Linked DNA regions of Mus musculus: region 1 is linked to region 2. A link is a contact called in public ChIA-PET data. All regions are on one chromosome and are shown on one strand. Each heading gives the region's core, a stretch centred on a gene start, on an enhancer-like site or on the middle of the called end of the contact. The rest is flanking DNA. Distances are from core to core; before and after follow the strand shown.

Region 1 (3,201 bases), core at 283-2,782, 93 kb before region 2:
AGCGCCACTTGACGGTAACCTGTCTGTGTTTTCCAAGACATTCCGGAAGCCTGGACATAAAAGGGGTTGTGGACTCACACCATCCCTAACAGGCTCCGACTCAGGAAGCTCAGGCTGGGGCTCTCCCACCCACTCCTATGCCAGCTGTCAGTAAATCCCAAGCCCTCCTCTCAATGTGGAGGGTGCCTACAAATCCATATTTAGTCAGCACTGGAGCCCCCCGAGTCACTGGACTCTGTCCTCTGCAGGGGCCTGACCCAGCTGGAGCCACCAACTAGGCTACTTCACCTTCACCGCTTCCTTCTTTCCAGTGGCCTTCTATGACCAACACCTCTCCTCTCCTCTCTGAGCTCACAGCTTCTATCATTTCATTAACTTACTTTCAGGGACATAACACAGCTTGAGTAGTCTTTTGGGCACAGGCAGGCCTGAGATATAAGGCCTCCAGCGTTAGGCTGAGCATCGGAGTCCTAAACAAGGGCCTGGAACAAGCGCCTGCTGTCATCTGTCTGCAAATCGGAGGAGACGAGGTTTCCCTGTTTTACACAATATCCATGACCTTCAAGACAGAGTAGTCTTCTGCTACACAGAGGATCAGAAACCAAAGCTAAGGACTGGGACTGGGTTTGGAGTTTTCATTATTAGATACATCCAGAAGCAAGACAGAGGGTAGGACACAGGCTAATGTATTTATGCAGAGCTGGCAATGAACTGTTTGGCAGGCGTGCCCTGTGGCCCATGGTGACTTACCTTCACCTCCTTCTCAATATAGTCGCTCAGCAGTCTGTCTGGCTCGACGCGCTCAGGTAACGCCAGCACCACAGTGTGCAGAGGGCGCCTCTCTGTCACCTTCTCATGGGCTTTCTTATCTCTACTCTTTTCACCTTTTAGGAATACTCGTTTAAATGGCGACACAATTCCAGGCTGCAGGCAGAAATGGCAATGATTGGAGTTCATTATTCACACATTTGTGTTGTACCTACCACTAACAAACAGAGTTAGCACCGTCGCCATGAAAATAGGACTGTGCACAGCAGCCTATGAGAAAGGACCAACATGAGGCTGAGGCATGGCTCTGGAGCCAGCTCAGACTCTGCACAAGGACAGACAGGCCTGTTAAGTGGCTGTCACACTCAGAAGGCAACTCACTGTCATTTGGGGAACAGTCCCCCAGAAGAGAGCCACACAGCAGAGTTCCAACTCCTGCCAGCTCTGTGAGCCATGTCATCTCAGCTCTGAGGTGCAAGTGGGACAGGGAGGGCTGCCACCCACAAGGCCTCTGTCTCAGCAGCCAAGGCCACATGAGCTCTAAGGAGCCCAGGCGCTAACTGAGCCCCAGGTTCTCATGCAGCCCCTTCCCTCAGGCAGGGCTCCAAGGCAGCCACTAACCTCACAGCCTCACCCCTGCTGGATGTGAGCTTAGTACCGAGGCTTTGAAGACTCGACCTGTAATCAAAATGAACTTGTGGGCCAGGGAGAGGGGAATCAAACCTAGTGCCTCCTAAACAACCGCAACAGAAGCTATCCCCCACTCTGTGGAAAGATGGCGCTGCCAGCCATTCTTTGTCACTCAGAGAAACACTTAAATACATCATCTACAGCATCAGCTCAGAGGCCAAAGACACGAGCAATGAAAGGAGGAGATGATACCCTAGCTGTTTTCTCTCTGCAAGAGACATCTCTCCTACACTCACCCACTATGTTCCTGGCAGCCAGGCAGCAGCTGGGAAACTACAGCAGGCTCAGCTCTGACCGTCCCTCCCCCCAAGCTAGTAACAAACAAAAAACGGAGAGAATAAGTTATCAGGCAAGACTCACATGGCCAAGGCTCCCAGGAGATGCCGCATGTGGCTACTTCCCAGCCTCACTCTTAGGCTCAGCTCTCAGCACCAGGCATGAAACCAACAATCAAATAAGACTCACCCAGCCTCAGAAAATTACCCTGACACCTTTCCTGTGCCTGTGCCTGTGCCCTCCTGCTGTGGACAGCTTCCCTGCCTCCTTAGCTTCACATCCTTGGTCCTTGTTATCTTGGTTTTATTCCATTGATCTACTAAGATGGGCACAGATCCAGGAGGCCCATCCGACAAGACAGCAGCATGAGTCTCGGTGTTAGAGCTGTGCACGCCCAGCCGTCATGCCTGCTGCTCTCCCCACAGGCTTTCCGCCAGGCTCAAGGCTCAACTCCTCTGTGGTGGTCTGAGCTATCCTGATTCTTTCCCATACAAGGATATGAGCTGAGCTATGGTCTCTAAAATGAGCTATGATTGTTGCATGTTCCATGTTCTCATGAACAATCCATGCGATAGCTACAGAGAGCTGAGCTGATTATATTTGATTATAATGGAAAACGGTGTCAGCAGTTATTTCCGTTACTGTTTTTACTCACAACAATCCATCTCCTCTTCAACGGCTGTCTTTACAGCCCAGCACCAAAGCCTCAGACTGTCTTCCACTCACACTAGATAATGACCCATGACCACCCACCCGACTCTGAATCCAAAGTAGGAAAAGATTGTGACCCACGGCCCTGTAAATATTAAAATATTCCACTCATGGGAGCTGATTCTATCACCAGGCATCTGCCTCTGTGACCTAGAATGGTCTGTCATTGACCCTGTAGTCCTATCTTGATCAGTACACACATACATACGCACACACACATGCATGCACGCACACATAAACGCTTGTGTTCACACATGCAGGGCAGTTTCCTGCACTCACTGCTGGTGTGGAAAAGAGAGAGAGATAAGATGACAGGAACTCCAGAGCTGTAGCTGAGTGTTGAGCACAGGCACTTCCGCTACTTTTTTGAGACGTCTCCAACAGCTCAGGCTAGCTTCAAACCCACTGTGTGGCTGAGGAGACGGAGCGTCAGTCCTGTCTCCTGGTCCCAAGGACTACGGCTAGGATTCCAACATGCACACCATCTGTTTTGTTTTGTTTTTCTGCAGTGCTAAGAATAGAACCCAGAGCTTAGCTGGCGTGGTGGCACACGCCTTTAATCCCAGCACTCAGGAGGCAGAGGCAGGTGGATTTCTGAGTTCGAGGTCAGCCTGGTCTACAGAGTGAGTTCCAGGACAGCCAGGGCTACACAGAGAAAGCCTGTCTCAAAGAAACAAAACAAACAAACAAACAAACAAACAAACAAACAGAACTCAGAGCTTTGTACACGTTGGGTAGTTATTTCTCCACCTGTGT
Region 2 (3,146 bases), core at 330-2,829:
CAAGGATCTCTCCTAGCCACCAGAGAACAGCTGCGCCCAGTTCCACTGTTCACAGACCCTAGGCCCCAGCCAAACTGCACAACTCACCATCTGGAGACATATGTTCCTCTGCCCAAAATAACCTACCCTATCTCCACCTGTTAACATCTATCCTCCAAGGATTACCCAATACATAGTACTGGGACAATGGGTTAGTCATTTGAAGGAAATTCCTTAGATTCTTTACTTCATCCCAGACATCATGATATATTTCAGATAAACATAGTCCTATACTTAAAAATCAAACCATAAAACCACTCAAAAATATGTCCTTACTAAAAAATTACAAGAGAAGACTCTAGGCTTAGATGCAAATGAAATTTCAGCGGAAACAAAATAACAAAGCTGGCCCATCAGGCAGAATACAGGCTAGAGGGGCGGTTAACTGCTCATCACACAAGCATTAAGACACAAGCTTGAAAACCTAGCAGCTGCATAAAAGAGCAGGGTGCAGCAGGGGGTGGGGGTGGGGGATCCCTAGGGCTCACTGACAGCCAGTTTAGATCAATTCAGTGAGCTCTAAGTTCAGCCAGAGACCCACTCACAAAAAATACGGTGGAGAGTAACACAAACACTCTATTTCCGGCCTCCACATACACGTACATGTATAGCCACACAGAAACAAATTTAAAACACTTTAGGGCTGGAGAGATGGCTCAGTGGGTAAGAGCACCCGACTGAAGGTCCAGAGTTCAAATCCCAGCAACCACATGGTGGCTCACAACCATCCGTAACAAGATCTGACTCCCTCTTCTGGTGTGTCTGAAGACAGCTTCAGTGTACTTACATATAATAATAAATAAATCTTTAAAAAAAAAAAAACAACACTTTAGAGGAACCTGGTTAACGAATATTAAACTGATGCAAGAACTCAAGTTTAAGCCAATATAGCTTAGTGAGATCCTATCATTAAAAACACCCAATTGTAAAAAAAAAAAAAACCCAAAAGTTATTTGTGTGAACTCCATTCAGGGAGTTTATAAAATAAGATGGTATTCTGGTTTCTTTGTTTTAGAAACACGGGCTTATTTACTGAAGGATTGCTAGATCCAATCGTTAGGAGTCCGACTTAATCAGTGTACTCGTCCCTGAGGATTAATAATCTAGTAGCATTAGTGAGAAGTAGGATCTCACTGGAGAAAACAGGTTACTGGGGTATGCTCTGGAAAGATCCCTAGCCCCTGGCCCTTTCCTGTCTCTCTGCTTTCCCAGGCGCCAGGAGGTGATTGGCTCCACTGTTGAATAATTCATGTGCTTCTCGGCAAAACGTTCTGCCTTCCCACAGCCCCAAAGCAACAGAGTCATCTAGTCACACACTAAACCCTCTGAAACCGGGAGCGTCAGTAAAGCATCAAGAAAGAGGACCCCAAAACCAGCGGACAGAAACATAGGCTCGCCCGGGGTAGCCGCAGAACGCCTTGCCGGCGCGGCCAGCGACGTCACCTCTGCGCCCCGCCGGCGTGGTGTGTGTGGGTCTTCCGGCCGGGAGGCGGCGGCGGGCGGGGCGGAGTGACGTCACGGGAGGCGCGCGCCGGAAGCGGGCCGTGCCGCACGGAAGCCGCGGGGGCGGGGCGCGGAGGCGATGGGGGGCGGCGGCGACCGGCGATGAGCGGCGGGCGCGCGTGAGGAGCCGGCGGGCGAGGCTGGGGGGCCCCGGAGCGCGAGCCGCAGGGCGGAGGGCGGGGGCGCGAGCGCAGCGGGCGGCGGCGGCGAGGCGGCGGCCGAGAAGATGGCGGACGGCGACAGCGGCAGCGAGCGCGGCGGTGGCGGCGGCGGCGGCGGCGGGCCCGGCGGCTTCCAGCCCGCGCCCCGCGGCGGCGGCGGCGGCGGTGGCGGGCCGGGCGGCGAGCAGGAGACGCAGGAGCTGGCCTCGAAGCGGCTGGACATCCAGAACAAGCGCTTCTACCTGGACGTGAAGCAGAACGCCAAGGGCCGCTTCCTCAAGATCGCCGAGGTGGGCGCGGGCGGCTCCAAGAGCCGCCTCACGCTGTCGATGGCGGTGGCCGCCGAGTTCCGCGACTCGCTGGGCGACTTCATCGAGCACTACGCGCAGCTGGGTCCCAGCAGCCCCGAGCAGCTGGCGGCGGGCGCCGAGGAGGGCGGCGGGCCGCGCCGCGCGCTCAAGAGCGAGTTCCTGGTGCGCGAGAACCGCAAGTACTACCTGGACCTCAAGGAGAACCAGCGCGGCCGCTTCCTGCGCATCCGCCAGACGGTGAACCGCGGCGGCGGCGGCTTCGGCGGGGGGCCCGGGCCCGGCGGCCTGCAGAGCGGCCAGACCATCGCGCTGCCCGCGCAGGGCCTCATCGAGTTCCGCGACGCGCTCGCCAAGCTCATCGACGACTACGGGGGCGACGAGGACGAGCTGGCCGGCGGCCCGGGAGGCGGCGCCGGCGGCCCCGGGGGCGGCCTGTACGGAGAGCTCCCGGAGGGCACCTCCATCACCGTGGACTCGAAGCGCTTCTTCTTCGACGTCGGCTGCAACAAGTACGGGGTGTTCCTGCGAGTGAGCGAGGTGAAGCCGTCCTACCGCAATGCCATCACCGTGCCCTTCAAGGCCTGGGGCAAGTTTGGAGGCGCCTTCTGTCGGTATGCAGATGAAATGAAAGAGATCCAGGAGCGACAGAGGGATAAGCTTTACGAGCGACGCGGCGGGGGCAGCGGTGGCGGCGACGAGTCGGAGGGTGAGGAAGTGGATGAGGATTGAAGCAGGCAGCTTCCCGTACCGGCCTCCCCCAACCCCACCACCATCCCCTTGGCTAGAGAGCGCCCTTTCCTTCTCGTCCCCAGTGAGCTAGTGGAGAGGGATCAGGGGAGGCCGCAGACGAAGAAAACAAAAAAAAAAATAAAATAATATAGTTAAGAGAAATAACCATAAGAAAACAGTCACAGACAATTAGAGAAAAGCAGTTAAGTTCCAAGGAACTGCCAGCAACCTGCAAAGAGGAGCAGCATCTCCTCACCTGCGCAAGAGTCTCAGCTTCTGTTGTTTAAAACCGAGGTTCGGAAATTCATCAGGAAAACACTGGAAGGGATAGATAGATCTTCGAGCGTCTGGGACCAAAACCACACCTGGGTTACCCAGACTCATGCATTGGGAATAGCTGAAT

Evidence for each region. ChIA-PET counts read pairs in DNA pulled down with a chosen protein or histone mark.
Region 1: a contact with region 2 is called in an RNA polymerase II ChIA-PET map of effector CD8 T cells, with 443 read pairs. The contact joins the enhancer-like site here to the promoter of Purb in region 2. A contact is called at or near these places in 16 of 39 promoter capture datasets (the 3T3-L1 cell line, the C10 cell line, the HPC-7 cell line and 9 more), 17 of 484 Hi-C or Micro-C datasets (CD4 T cells, CD8 T cells, the MNK3 cell line and 11 more), 20 of 115 datasets of contacts at active chromatin or transcription factors (the 230-238 cell line, CD8 T cells, the HPC-7 cell line and 12 more) and 3 of 9 other capture datasets (adipose tissue, liver and pancreatic islet).

The regions. Positions count from the first base shown.
Region 1 is chr11:6,567,687-6,570,887 of GRCm38.p6, reverse strand. Ccm2 (cerebral cavernous malformation 2) reads right to left here. Exons shown (of 10, transcript NM_146014.3): 2 at 751-924. Among named protein-coding and RNA genes, the nearest start is that of Ccm2, 22 kb to the right of the region's middle. Within about 2 kb of position 1,532, at least 104 of the 459 cell types and tissues checked have an H3K27ac peak or open chromatin away from gene starts, as enhancers often do. A contact at or near this core is called in CD8 T cells, the N1E-115 cell line, the SCID.adh cell line and 13 more, where this site is marked.
Region 2 is chr11:6,474,509-6,477,654 of GRCm38.p6, reverse strand. It overlaps Purb (purine rich element binding protein B), which reads left to right and starts at 1,579. Exons shown (of 1, transcript NM_011221.3): 1 at 1,579-3,146. The coding sequence starts at 1,769. The coding sequence ends at 2,743.